Regions from separate parts of the Rattus norvegicus genome. Here region 1 is linked to region 2. A link is a contact called in public Hi-C data. All regions are on one chromosome and are shown on one strand. Each heading gives the region's core, a stretch centred on a gene start, on an enhancer-like site or on the middle of the called end of the contact. The rest is flanking DNA. Distances are from core to core; before and after follow the strand shown. Region 1 overlaps Klf12 (KLF transcription factor 12). Region 2 overlaps Klf12 (KLF transcription factor 12).

Region 1 (5,648 bases), core at 3,117-5,616, 79 kb before region 2:
ACTCAGATGTTGGATATCTTAGGCCAAGATTTCAATTTTCATTCTTATTATCACTGCCCGCCTCCTTTTAGCTTCTGTTGCTTCCTTTCTAAAATATATATAAAAACAACAAAAACAAAAACAAATCAAAGCAAAACCCACACCTTCCCTTCTTATCTATGTGCTCCTTGTTTTGTCTATCACTGTCATCTTTAATTGCCAGGAACACTTGTTCTGATAAGAATCCTGTCCTTTCAGTGTCCACTTGTGGAGTGCTTTAAGGAAGTCTGCTGTCTCTGCTTGGACCACCAATCAGCTTTTTGTTTTTGTTTGAGCTTGTCTTTGGGCTTCTCTCAGGGCCCCTGGACAGGGGAACTATTTATCCAGGCAGGAGCCATCTTTGAGGATTTATTCCATGGCTGATTGCACTTCTCTGTAGGATCACTTTCTAAACTTAAGAACTTTAAACTTCTAGAACTAGAGAGCAGTGGGTAGCCTGTATGCTCGGTACCTGGATTCGCACGCCAGCCATTTCTTTCATGCCCTTCTCTGTCCGAGTCCCTCCCCTTCCCTGGGTGGATGATCTCTCAGTGGAAGCCTGTACATTTCATTCTATTCCCCAAATGAGCTCTGGTCCTCTGGGATCTGAGAAAGCAGTCCTCTAGGTGAGTTTGTTACAGTGGGGGCCTTATTCATCCTTAGATGGTTTGTCAGTAAGTCTCCCCGGTTATTTTTATTTTTATTTTTTTTAGCTGATCCTTTCCTCCAGTTTTAGAGTTAGATATGGCTGTCAGTTTCCCAGATTCTGGGACTTTTATTTGTGGAATAAGTTAATTTATTTTCTGTTTCTCCCTTGAGTGTCTTAGCCACATTCAGCTTTCCAGGGTTCCCAAATCATTTCTTTACTTTTCAGCCATCTGTTTCATTTTATTCCTTTCCAAAAATAATTTTGATGTTATTGACTCATTTCTCATTCTCTACCTGAGTAGAAGCCTGTGACCTGCCGTCGTATTTGAACGTTGGTGAGGGTGAAAGTCAGCTCGCTCAGGGTGCTCAGCACGCTCTCCACTCAGGAGTCAGCGATCTTCCTGTTGACTTTCCGAGTTTGCCTTTCTGTCAATTATTTATCCGTATGTTTTCCTGTTGGATTTCTTGTTTGTCCTTCCACCCCCAATTGAGTTTCCTGATCTAGTCTAGATTTTTAGTCCATTCTTTGCTTTATATCATCATGATTGCAACATTGGACTGTGTGATAAAGCTCTGTTCTCAAAGGTTTCCAGGCACTGCAGGGTGTTACCATATTAAGTTTTTCTATATAAGTGTTTCTACATAAGTGTCATTATTACAAGGGCTTTCCAGAATATGAATGTCATAATTAAATCATTTTAATGCCTTGTGTTTCTGGTGTTAAAAAGCCAGTTATTGAATGATGGTTATAGTGGAACATTTGATTTGTATTTGTTCTTTTGGTTGAAAAAAAAAAAAAAACCAACGGTTTCAGGCTGGTTGTTGCCACTCAGTTCTGACGTTTCTTATCTATTATAGAGTTTCTACTTGTTAGACTCTACATGGATATAGAGTCTAAATAGATGTCATGGTGAAGCTCTTCCTTACATGTGGACAAGTAGGTTCTAGCAAGTGGGATAAAAACTGGATGTTGCGTGCATGTGAACATATCTTTTAGGTAACCTGGTACATATAAGAACCATGTACTAACCTACAGTGTCACTGGTGCCCTTGCTATGCAAAGGTTTTAATTTTTGTTTGTTTTATTTTATTTTTCAGGTTTCTCCCTGCCTCTGTTGCTTAATAGAGTGCAATATTTCCTAGTGAAAGTAGATATAACATACTTCTTATCTGATGAGTTTTTCATATCTCATGAGTGGTGCACTGTTTTGCCCACAAATAATGGAATTGGCTTTTAAAAACTAATCCATTGCATTCCTTCTGACCCCTTTGTTTCTTTGTTTCCTTCCTTTGTTTCTATTGTATGTAATGGAGAAGCAGTGGCTGGAGATCAAGCTAATGTATTGACTCATGAGGACCATGCCCATGCCTAAGGATAGTGGAGCTGTGAACTGGGCTATCCTTGGCTTCTTCAAGATGGGAGAGTCCAACTTCCATGGCCACCTACCTCAGTGGACCATAGACTAACTACCTCACTATGCACTCTGGCAGATAACTACTTCAGCCCCTCATTAGGCACTGTCCCTTTCAGTTTGTGGATCCATCCAGCTAACCCTGGTCTTTAAAGTCAGTTCAGACTGGCTGAAGTTCAAATGTTGCTTTGTGGTTTATGGTTTTGTAAAACCGGGGTATCCAAGAAATGGATCTGTTCCTAAGTATTCTCCGTTCTGTAATGTAAGTAGCATCGTGGGTCTGTTTCCCGCTCTGCCTTCTTCCAGCTTTGCTGTTCTTGTTTGCTTCTTCTGAGATAGCAAAATGTGGGAACAGTACTGCCCCCAGCTGCCTCCAATTTCCACAGCAAAGACTCTACTCTCAGGAAACTAACAACTACTTTCTGATGACTAGTAATGGGCTTGCTAACTCTTTCCCTAATCCTGTCAGGGTGATGGCGAGGATAGACATGCTGCTGTGGCCATTGCTGGCGTAGAGAGACCTGTTAACCCCAACATTGGTTAAGCAAGGTTTCCGTGGAATGGAGGAGGATTGTGTTGTGTACTTGGCAATTATTGTATTTCATCTTAATGCATTTGAAAGAAAATATACATGCTAACTTTTGGATACATTTTCCCTTGTTTTAGTAGTTTATATACAAAGCAATTAATGTTAAAATGAATAATTTCTGTGAGTCAATAATCACAAGGAAGTAAATGACAAGTAAGCCATAGGGATACAGTGGGCAGAGTGAAATGGTAACTGTAAGTGAATCATCTTGGAAAGGTGGGTAATTAAAAGACCAAGTAAAAACACCATTCTAAAAAAAATCATGGGTTCTAATAGAGCATATTTTGGGCAGTGGTAACTGAGTTGATAAATGCTGAAGAAAGTATAGTGTATCCGAACAAATGTCCATTCTAATTGATGTGTAATTTGTGGTGTGTGTGTGTGTGTGTGTGTGTGTGTGTGCGTGTTCCTCTGTTCCTATCCAGTTTACTCCTTTGCAGTTCAATCTCTCACTGAACTGTAAGTTCATTATTTCAGCTATGATACCTGACCAGGGAGCTACCAAGATCTGTTTTTTCTTCATCTCCCAATTCTAGGACTATAACCACATACGTCCATACCAATCTTTTTACATGGGTGCACAGGATTTGAACTCAGGTCCTCATACTTGCACAACATATACTATTATCTATATACCATTTCCCAATCTGTGTTTCTAGTTTTTAAACCACCTTCAGAAAAGCACTTTTCCTCTAATAGTCTCAAAGACTGTCAGAATTGTTACCAGTTTTGCTTTCTTTTTTCTTTTCTAATCCTCTCCTCTCCTCTCCTCTCCTCTCCTCTGTTATCCTCTCCTCTCCTCTCTTCTCTTCTCTTCTCTTTTCTTTTAACACAAAGTTTCTCTGTGTAGCCTTGCCTGTCTTGGAACTCAATCTGTAGTCTAGTCTACATCAATAAGATCCTCCTGCCTCTGCCTACTAAGTGCTGAGATTAAAGCTGTGATCTGCCATAGCTTTACTCCTCCTTTTCCTCCTCCCTCCCTTCTCCTCCTCCTTTTTTTTTCTTTTCTTTTTTTCGGAGCTGGGGACCGAACCCAGGGCCTTGCGCTTGCTAGGCAAGCGCTCTACCACTGAGCTAAATCCCCAACCCCCTCCCCCTCCTTTTTTAATGGCAAAATGTATCTCTAATTACTTCACAAACTGATATGGAATATGCTTTTTTCCCCCAGAGTATACCTCTTTATTTTTAATTCACCACAGGTGGACTTTTCTGTAGAAATAAGTCTCACCCCTTCATCGAATTGTGGGAAAAAAATGCACAGTAATCCAGAGTTCCCCTGATCTCTCAGTCAATTTTCTCTGTCATTGGAATCTTCCATGGAGATGGCATGTTTGTTCTAGGCTGTAAATCCTTTAATTATAGTTCCTCCTTCATTCAGCTCCCTTCAGCTTTTACCTCAGTTCCTTTTCTGTTAGATACCCTCATTTGGTGCATCACATAATAATACCCGTAGACACATCTCCTTCATGCCTTTTGGCTGGAAAAGTGTATCTGACTGTCCTGTGTTTGATGACCGTGTCAGTGTGAGGACTTCTGATCAGGATCTCTGCAGAGTGGATCTCAGCTGGAATGGGCTTGATGGGTTTCCCATGATTGCTTCTGGGGCTTTAGGTTTTGGGAAGAGGGCCACATTTTAATCGGAGGATGCCTTGGCTCCTTTGCCTGCTGAAATTGGACTCTGGATTTTTCCACTTCGTTGCTTTCCAACCCTCTTTTGTATGTCAATATGAACTTGTGTATTTAGTTTATCCGTAGACTGTAAACTAGTACTCTTATATTGATTTACTGCCACTGTTGTGTGCTTCTTAAAAAAAGTATTTTTAAAGACATAGTAGTATTGTCCTTTTGGGCACTTGAAAATCCTACATACTCATCTCTTGCCTCAGCCCTGACACGAGCAGCTTCTCCAAGCAGCTATGGCTCCTCTTATTTGAGAATGGCATTAGAACCCAAGATCTGACTGCTGGATGTGCTTATTAAGGCTGTGTGTCACAGGGGACGTGATTGTATCCTGCTGCTTCTCAGATACAGAATGAAACGTTCTTTCATGACATTTCTCTTCCAGGTGTCACCCATCAGTGTGTGGGATAAGGGCCACCCATACTTGGGGATCATGTAGCTCCCCCCTCTCATCATGTCTCTGTAGCCAGGGACCCTTTTCCTTCTCTCCCTGGGAGGTTTGCAAAGTGGTTGATTTTTCTGGCCACTCTGATGAGCTACTCACTTAAGAGCAAAAATATGAGGGAAGATTTGTTAACTCTGACTGGAGAAGTTTTTTATTGATTGCCCGCGTCATCTTTTCTCTCTTTCTCTCTCAGTTTTGTCCAAGAGACTTAGCAGTTAAAAATGGTGAGTTAAAGTATGCTGTATATTGTTGTTGGCAGTAAGAATAAATGCAGACTCTGCCACAGAATTGCCCTTTAAGTAAAGATAGTGTGCTTTCTGTTTAATGTGTTCACTACTCTCTAGCATGCCTTCCAACCCACACAGCAATTTACTGTGGGGCCCCGGCCTAATGTGTTCAAACTAGACCCATTGCCCAATGTTTTATGAATTAAATCTTTCTAGAAAGCATAAATATTACCTTGAATAGAGAAATATACACCTCCTTCCTGGAGCTCTCTCTAAGGGAAGGACTTCCTCTCAATTGTGGAGTGGACTGATTTTAGCCCTATGAAGTAATTAATGGAGCATAGGAATTCATGCTCCCATGTTTCCTCTTTCTCCTTTCTCAGTCTCTCCATCCCAGCTTCTCTGACTCTTTCTGCCTCTGCCTCTGCCTCTGCCTCTGCCTCTGCCTCTGCCTCTGCCCCTGCCTCTGCCCCTGCCCCTGCCCCTGCCCCTGCCCCTGCCCCTGCCCCTGCCCCTGCCCCTGCCCCTGCCCCTGCCCCTGCCTCTGCCTCTGCTTCTCTGTCTTTGTCTCTGTGTATATTTCTTCCTTATATAGGCAAATTTCCATCCATTTTGCCATTGGGGTAGAT
Region 2 (5,595 bases), core at 2,174-4,673:
GTCCTCCGTCTAAGACGGGACCAAGGACTCATCTTATTGCCCAGACCGTGAGTTGTGTTCTCTATCACTAAAGTTCTTTTTGTATTTCTCTCTTCTATCCTCAGAAGTGACTTCTTTTGCATCGCGAAGGCAGAGAAATCTTTACAGAACCACGTTTGAATCATGGCTTGAATGATGAGTAGGAATTCTGCTTTGAAATGGGAAGGGAGAACCCTTCCAAGACAAAATACACACGGCCGTGTCCTGAGGTGTAGAGGAGGTAGAAATATAAGTGCTGACCTGTTACTGGGTACAATGGAGGGGAATCTACTTCTGAGGCCTGTTTGCCGCCAGTTCTCCTGGCTTTAGGAGAAGTGGAAGGGAATTCTGTGCAATACTGTGTCTATTGTTTATAATGTTTTTTCTCCTGTAGCTTCATATATTCAACTCAACTCAGTCGTTGTAGATTTGGGTTACTCTGTAGTTGACTACAATGTGTTTTAGTCTCTCAGGAGGTGGTTTTGCAATCTGGGCCTTCACCAACGTGGATTGTTATTTTGTGGACCCCCCTTCCCTTGTACACACTAGCAGTCCTGGTCCAGGAGCAGTATTGTAACTGCTTCCTATCAATGTCTTCCCAAACTACACAGTGGAACCCATTGAGAATTACTGCCCTAAATTTTAGAGATTGTGGTGTGTGTAGCGAGAGAAATCTGAGACATGAAGAGTTTATGCGAATGTTCTCGAATACTTTTCATTTTATTGGTTTTCTTTTCCCTTTTTGATTTTTAAAAAAATTTTTCTTCTTTTGTTTTTCTTTACACATTTACATGGATGAGAATTCAGAGGAGAGGTGAAGATAGGAAGTAGGCATCCAGGGCTCATGTGATGAGAGGAACCTAGAAATGAAATATGTGGAAGGAGACACATGTCATGGCAATAGGGCGATTTCATGAACATAAGAACCTGTGGGTCGCACAGCGCCTTTGACAATTGCGTGGCAGATATCCTGCATATCAGACAATTAACATCACAATTAATAACAGAAGCAACGTTACAGTTACAAAGTAGCAGTGCGATGATTTTATGGACTGGGGTCGCCACAGCATGAGGAACTGTATGAAAGGGTCATGGCTTTAGTAAGGTTGAGAGCCACTACTCTAAAGGAATGAGATGCAGATTGCCAGTGGAGGGGAGTGTCTCAGCTTCCTTTTTTATGTATGTTTGTGCATGTGCACATGCTCATATGTTTGTAGGTGGATGCTTGTATTCAGCTGATTGTGCACATGTACATATGTGCGTGTGTGCGTGCATGCATCCGTGTGTGCGTGCGTGTGTGTGTGTGTGCGTGTGTGTGTGTGTGTGTGTGTGTGTGTGTGTGTGTGTGTGTGTGTGTGTGTGTATGTATGTCAGATGTCAGCCTCAGGCATCGCTCCTCAAATGCTGCCTCCTTGATTTTCAGATATTATTTTCCTTTGTTGCTTACCAGGTAGACTAGGTTGGCTGGCTCCCCAGAACTAGGATTACAAGTGCACATCCCCACCACACCCTACTACTGCATTAACTGTATGTCATTCTGTGTCATGATGATTTATTGCCTTTACCCCAATTGAGCCATCAGCCCAGATTTCAAGCTCCTTTTAAAAGACTATATATATTAAAAAAATAGGATATATTTCTTTTAATTATGTGTGTGTGTGTGTGTGTGTGTGTGTGTGTGTGTGTGTGTGTGTGTTTCTGGGCACATGTATGTGCAGGTACCCATGGAGGACAGAGATTCTCAGATTCCCCTGTAACTGGGGTTATGACTTCATGTGGACTTTCTAACATGGGTGCTGAGACTCAAACTCAGGTTCTCTGCAAGAGTAATATGCACTGTTAACCACTGAACTTCCTCTACCTGCTAGATTCCAGATTCCTCTCGATGATGGCACCGAGTACCTAAGAGTGGGAAATCATGTGTTTACAATTCCAGAAAGTAAAAACTGAATACATGTCCTTCTCCTAAGACTTGTAGAACTAATTCTCTATGCTTGCACTCTGCCTCATGTTTTCCAAAGCATCATACTATAGAATTCCGTTCTTTCTTTCTTTATTTGTTTTTGAGACAGAATCTTTCTGTGTAGTCCTGCCTGGCCTCAGACTCTCATTATAGAACAAGCTGGCCTTGAACCTACAGAAATCTACCTGCCTTTGACATCGGAGTGCTGAGATTAAAGGTGTATGTCACCACACCTGGCTTGTAGAACACCTTTTAATAAATCCTACCCTCTAAATAGTATCCACTGAAGTGAAGAAAGGTGTCCCATTACAGTCTTCAATTTGCCTTCTGTTTGCTCAGTGTGCATACATTCTTTGGGGACCTAACACAGAATACTTAGATAAGATCAAGGTATGAGAATACTGACTGACACCTCACTAGTAGAACCTTTGGTGTCTAGCAATCATATTACTATTTCTGAGCTACAAAAAACAACAAAAACAAACACAAATCAACAAATAATGGCCCAAATATGGCCTCCAGCAAAGGCACAAAGATGTCTGGGGCATGATTTGTCACTTAACAAAAGAATATGTTGCATGTTTCTTTAGATGTTACTTTCAATGCAAGTGTAGGCAGCTTGTTCTCCTGGTTTCCAGGTTACACAACATATGAGGAACAACATGATGAAAAGAGACCCTGGAGGGACCTTGTTGAAATCCTTCATTTTATATCCAAGGATGTTAAATGACATATCCAAGTTCATTCAGCTAGGACTGATTACCAAAATCTGCATGCATCATAGTCGGACATCTAGTCTACCTTAGGGCAGAGCAACATCTATAAAAAGAAGGGAGCAGATTGAGAAGTCACAGCTTGACATACTCTAATATGCTCATGCCTACACAAAGTCCAATAGTTTCAGGTCATTTAGTATAGACACACTTCAGTGGCTCCTGAACTTATCTCTGTGTGCAGCATTGCCTGATCACCCACGATCCTAATGAGTAGTCGGAATCATCGAGGAAACGTCAACTTATGTCCTTACCTATTAGATAAAATGGAGCAGGGATATTTTCATTCAAATTATTCTTATTCCACTTTAAATGTATAATGAAAAGAATAAACCCCTCACCCACCCAGGAAAGCCAACTGGAAAATAAGAGTACTATTTAAGCATGACCTTCTTCTGATGGAGGGAAAGATGTCTTTTGTGGCCTGGTTACTGGTTCATCGAAATGACGAGACTTCAATATTTGGTGAGGGAAATGTACTTTAAATATTGCCCTTCTGTGTTAGATGCCTTGCTTTTGGAGCTCATGGCCATGGTTTTTCTATCTTAGAAAACTGGCTGTTATGAAGTGAAGCCTGTGTCATTTAAACTCCATTTTGGTAGAGGGTGGAGAAAATGCTTGCTTGGTAAAATGTTTGCTGTGCAAACGTGGCCTGAGTTGACTCTGGCACCCAGGCAAATAGTGGAGCAGAGTGGAGTGCATTTTTAATTCTACTGCTATGAAGAGAAGTGGGGAGGGCCCATTGGGCTTATTGACCAGCCAATTTAGGTGAATCAGTGTTAGACACCTGTTTTAAAAAGCTAAGATGGAGAGCAGTTGAGGAAGACTTTTAGTGTCCACCTCTGCCTACACACACACACACACACACACACACACACACACACACACACACACCCCAGACAACCCAAAACAGAAACACAGAAACTATGCCTTGGAACATGGTCTCTAAAGTACCCATTGCACACATCCGATCACCCCACCCCAGCCTCTCCAGCTTTAAATACCATCATGCATTATTTTTACTTCTTGGTCATAATCTGCAGGCCTAGCTGAATCTTCTTAGCATTTCTGTGGTTTTCTTCTTAGCTCAGTTGCTCAGTTTGGGTAGCAAGAAAGGTAATGTTACTTACCAATCTTGGCACAACTGGTCTGCTGTCACACCGTCCCTTTGTTTTCTCTTCCTTTGGGTAAGGTAAGGACATTATTCCCAATCAAAAATTCATTTAATTATGCTCTTGCACAATATTCTGTATGTGTTCATAGGGGGAGCAGAAAATAAGTTTTAGAGACCTTTTCATAGCAAAGTAATTGGACATTTTCACTTGTCTTTAACATATTCCACCAATAACTTTGGTCACCATGTCATTGTAAAACATACAGGTAAACACATGTAAGATTTTAATAGGTGCCACCATTTTCTTTGACCTACAGTGTGTCATTTAAGTGGCTGAAATTAACTATAATTTTTCTTTTTTTCTCCATTCATGTGTATATTTGTTTGTGTGAGTGCAGTTACCTGAGAATGTGTGTGTGTGTGTGTGGAGGCCAAAGGTCAATGTCTGATGTTTTCCTCAGTAGCTTTCAACTTTACTTACTGTGCTGGGGTCTCTTGATGAACCTGGCATTAAGATTTGGCTAGTCCAGCTAGCCAGATTGCCATGGGCATCCCTTCTCTTTATTTCTCCAGTGTAAGGATTGAAGGTGCTCCACCATGCCAATATCATTTTCAGGTGAATTCTGGGCATCTGAACTCATATGTCCATACATGCACAGTAAGCACATAGTCCACGCAGCTATCTCTTCAGAGCGTCTAAGTTTTTTTTTATATATATGAAAAAGTCAGTTGGATAAAGTGGGAGTCGGCGCATTGCTCTATAGGAACTGATTCTCAGAGGTGTTTGTGTTTAATGCTCAAGCAAGTTGCTGGGCTCATGTCTTCAAGGTCATTGGCTTGTAGGACTGTGTGGAAGATGAACGGGTTACTTTTCCTTGTGTAGGGGAAAGGAGTGCCGAGGATCAGGGCAGTCTAAGGAACTGACTACTTTCTGTGCTGTTGAGTGAAAATTGTATTTTGGCTTAGTCTTTTTGCACTGGAGCTGCAGGAGGCCATGGAGGTCAAGAACTGCATTCAAGCTGTGCTTAAAGGAGAGGTCACTACCCTTTCTTATAATCTCCCAGGCAAACGGATTCCGTGACCTCTGTGGACTGTGCATTTCAGAGCCTCACCATGGAAAGCACGCCTCTCAAACCCATTTCTAATCCTCCTTTTTTCAGATGGTTTCTTTGAAAAAAAATACTTTTTTTTCACTTGTATCTTTTTGTGGAAGTGATAAATGTTCATTATATACTTGTTACAGAAATGTGAGGCAAAGAAAGCATGACTACTACCATATGACTGCACGCAGGATGATAGATAACTACTTATAGTCTCTCTGTATTTATAATTTTATATTTAAGAGCCTATAGTATATTACAGATCTTTATATACAGTATTTAAGAAAATGCTGTGTGCTTGCTTAAACTAGGCATTGTTATATGTTAGTGTGCACATTTTATATCATTTGAAGTGAGCATCTATGACATTTTTAACTATATGGCCTCACAGTAATTTATTTAATCGTTGTTCTGTTTGGTAATATTTAGGTTGCTTCCATTATTTATTTACTAATTATGAGTAGTAAAGATATCAATATGATTCTGTGCATCCTTACTTATCCTCTAGGATAAGTTCCAAGAGGTGAATTCTTTAGGACAAAAGGCATATTTCTTTTTCATGGTTTTTGATAGATTCTGCCAAATGGTCTGCACTCAACAGCTTCGCCCAGTAGGGAAGGAGAGCAG

Evidence for each region. A called contact is a pair of places that touch in the nucleus more often than the background predicts.
Region 1: a Hi-C map of liver shows a contact between it and region 2, with 1.8 times the contacts expected there. The contact joins two enhancer-like sites.

What each region holds. Positions count from the first base shown.
Region 1 is chr15:83,375,584-83,381,231 of GRCr8, reverse strand. All of the region lies in intron 1 of Klf12 (KLF transcription factor 12), which reads left to right. Among named protein-coding and RNA genes, the nearest start is that of Klf12, 17 kb to the left of the region's middle. Within about 2 kb of position 4,366, at least 2 of the 93 cell types and tissues checked have an H3K27ac peak or open chromatin away from gene starts, as enhancers often do. A contact at or near this core is called in liver, where this site is marked.
Region 2 is chr15:83,296,034-83,301,628 of GRCr8, reverse strand. All of the region lies in intron 2 of Klf12 (KLF transcription factor 12), which reads left to right. Among named protein-coding and RNA genes, the nearest start is that of Klf12, 97 kb to the left of the region's middle. Within about 2 kb of position 3,423, at least 1 of the 93 cell types and tissues checked has an H3K27ac peak or open chromatin away from gene starts, as enhancers often do. A contact at or near this core is called in liver, where this site is marked.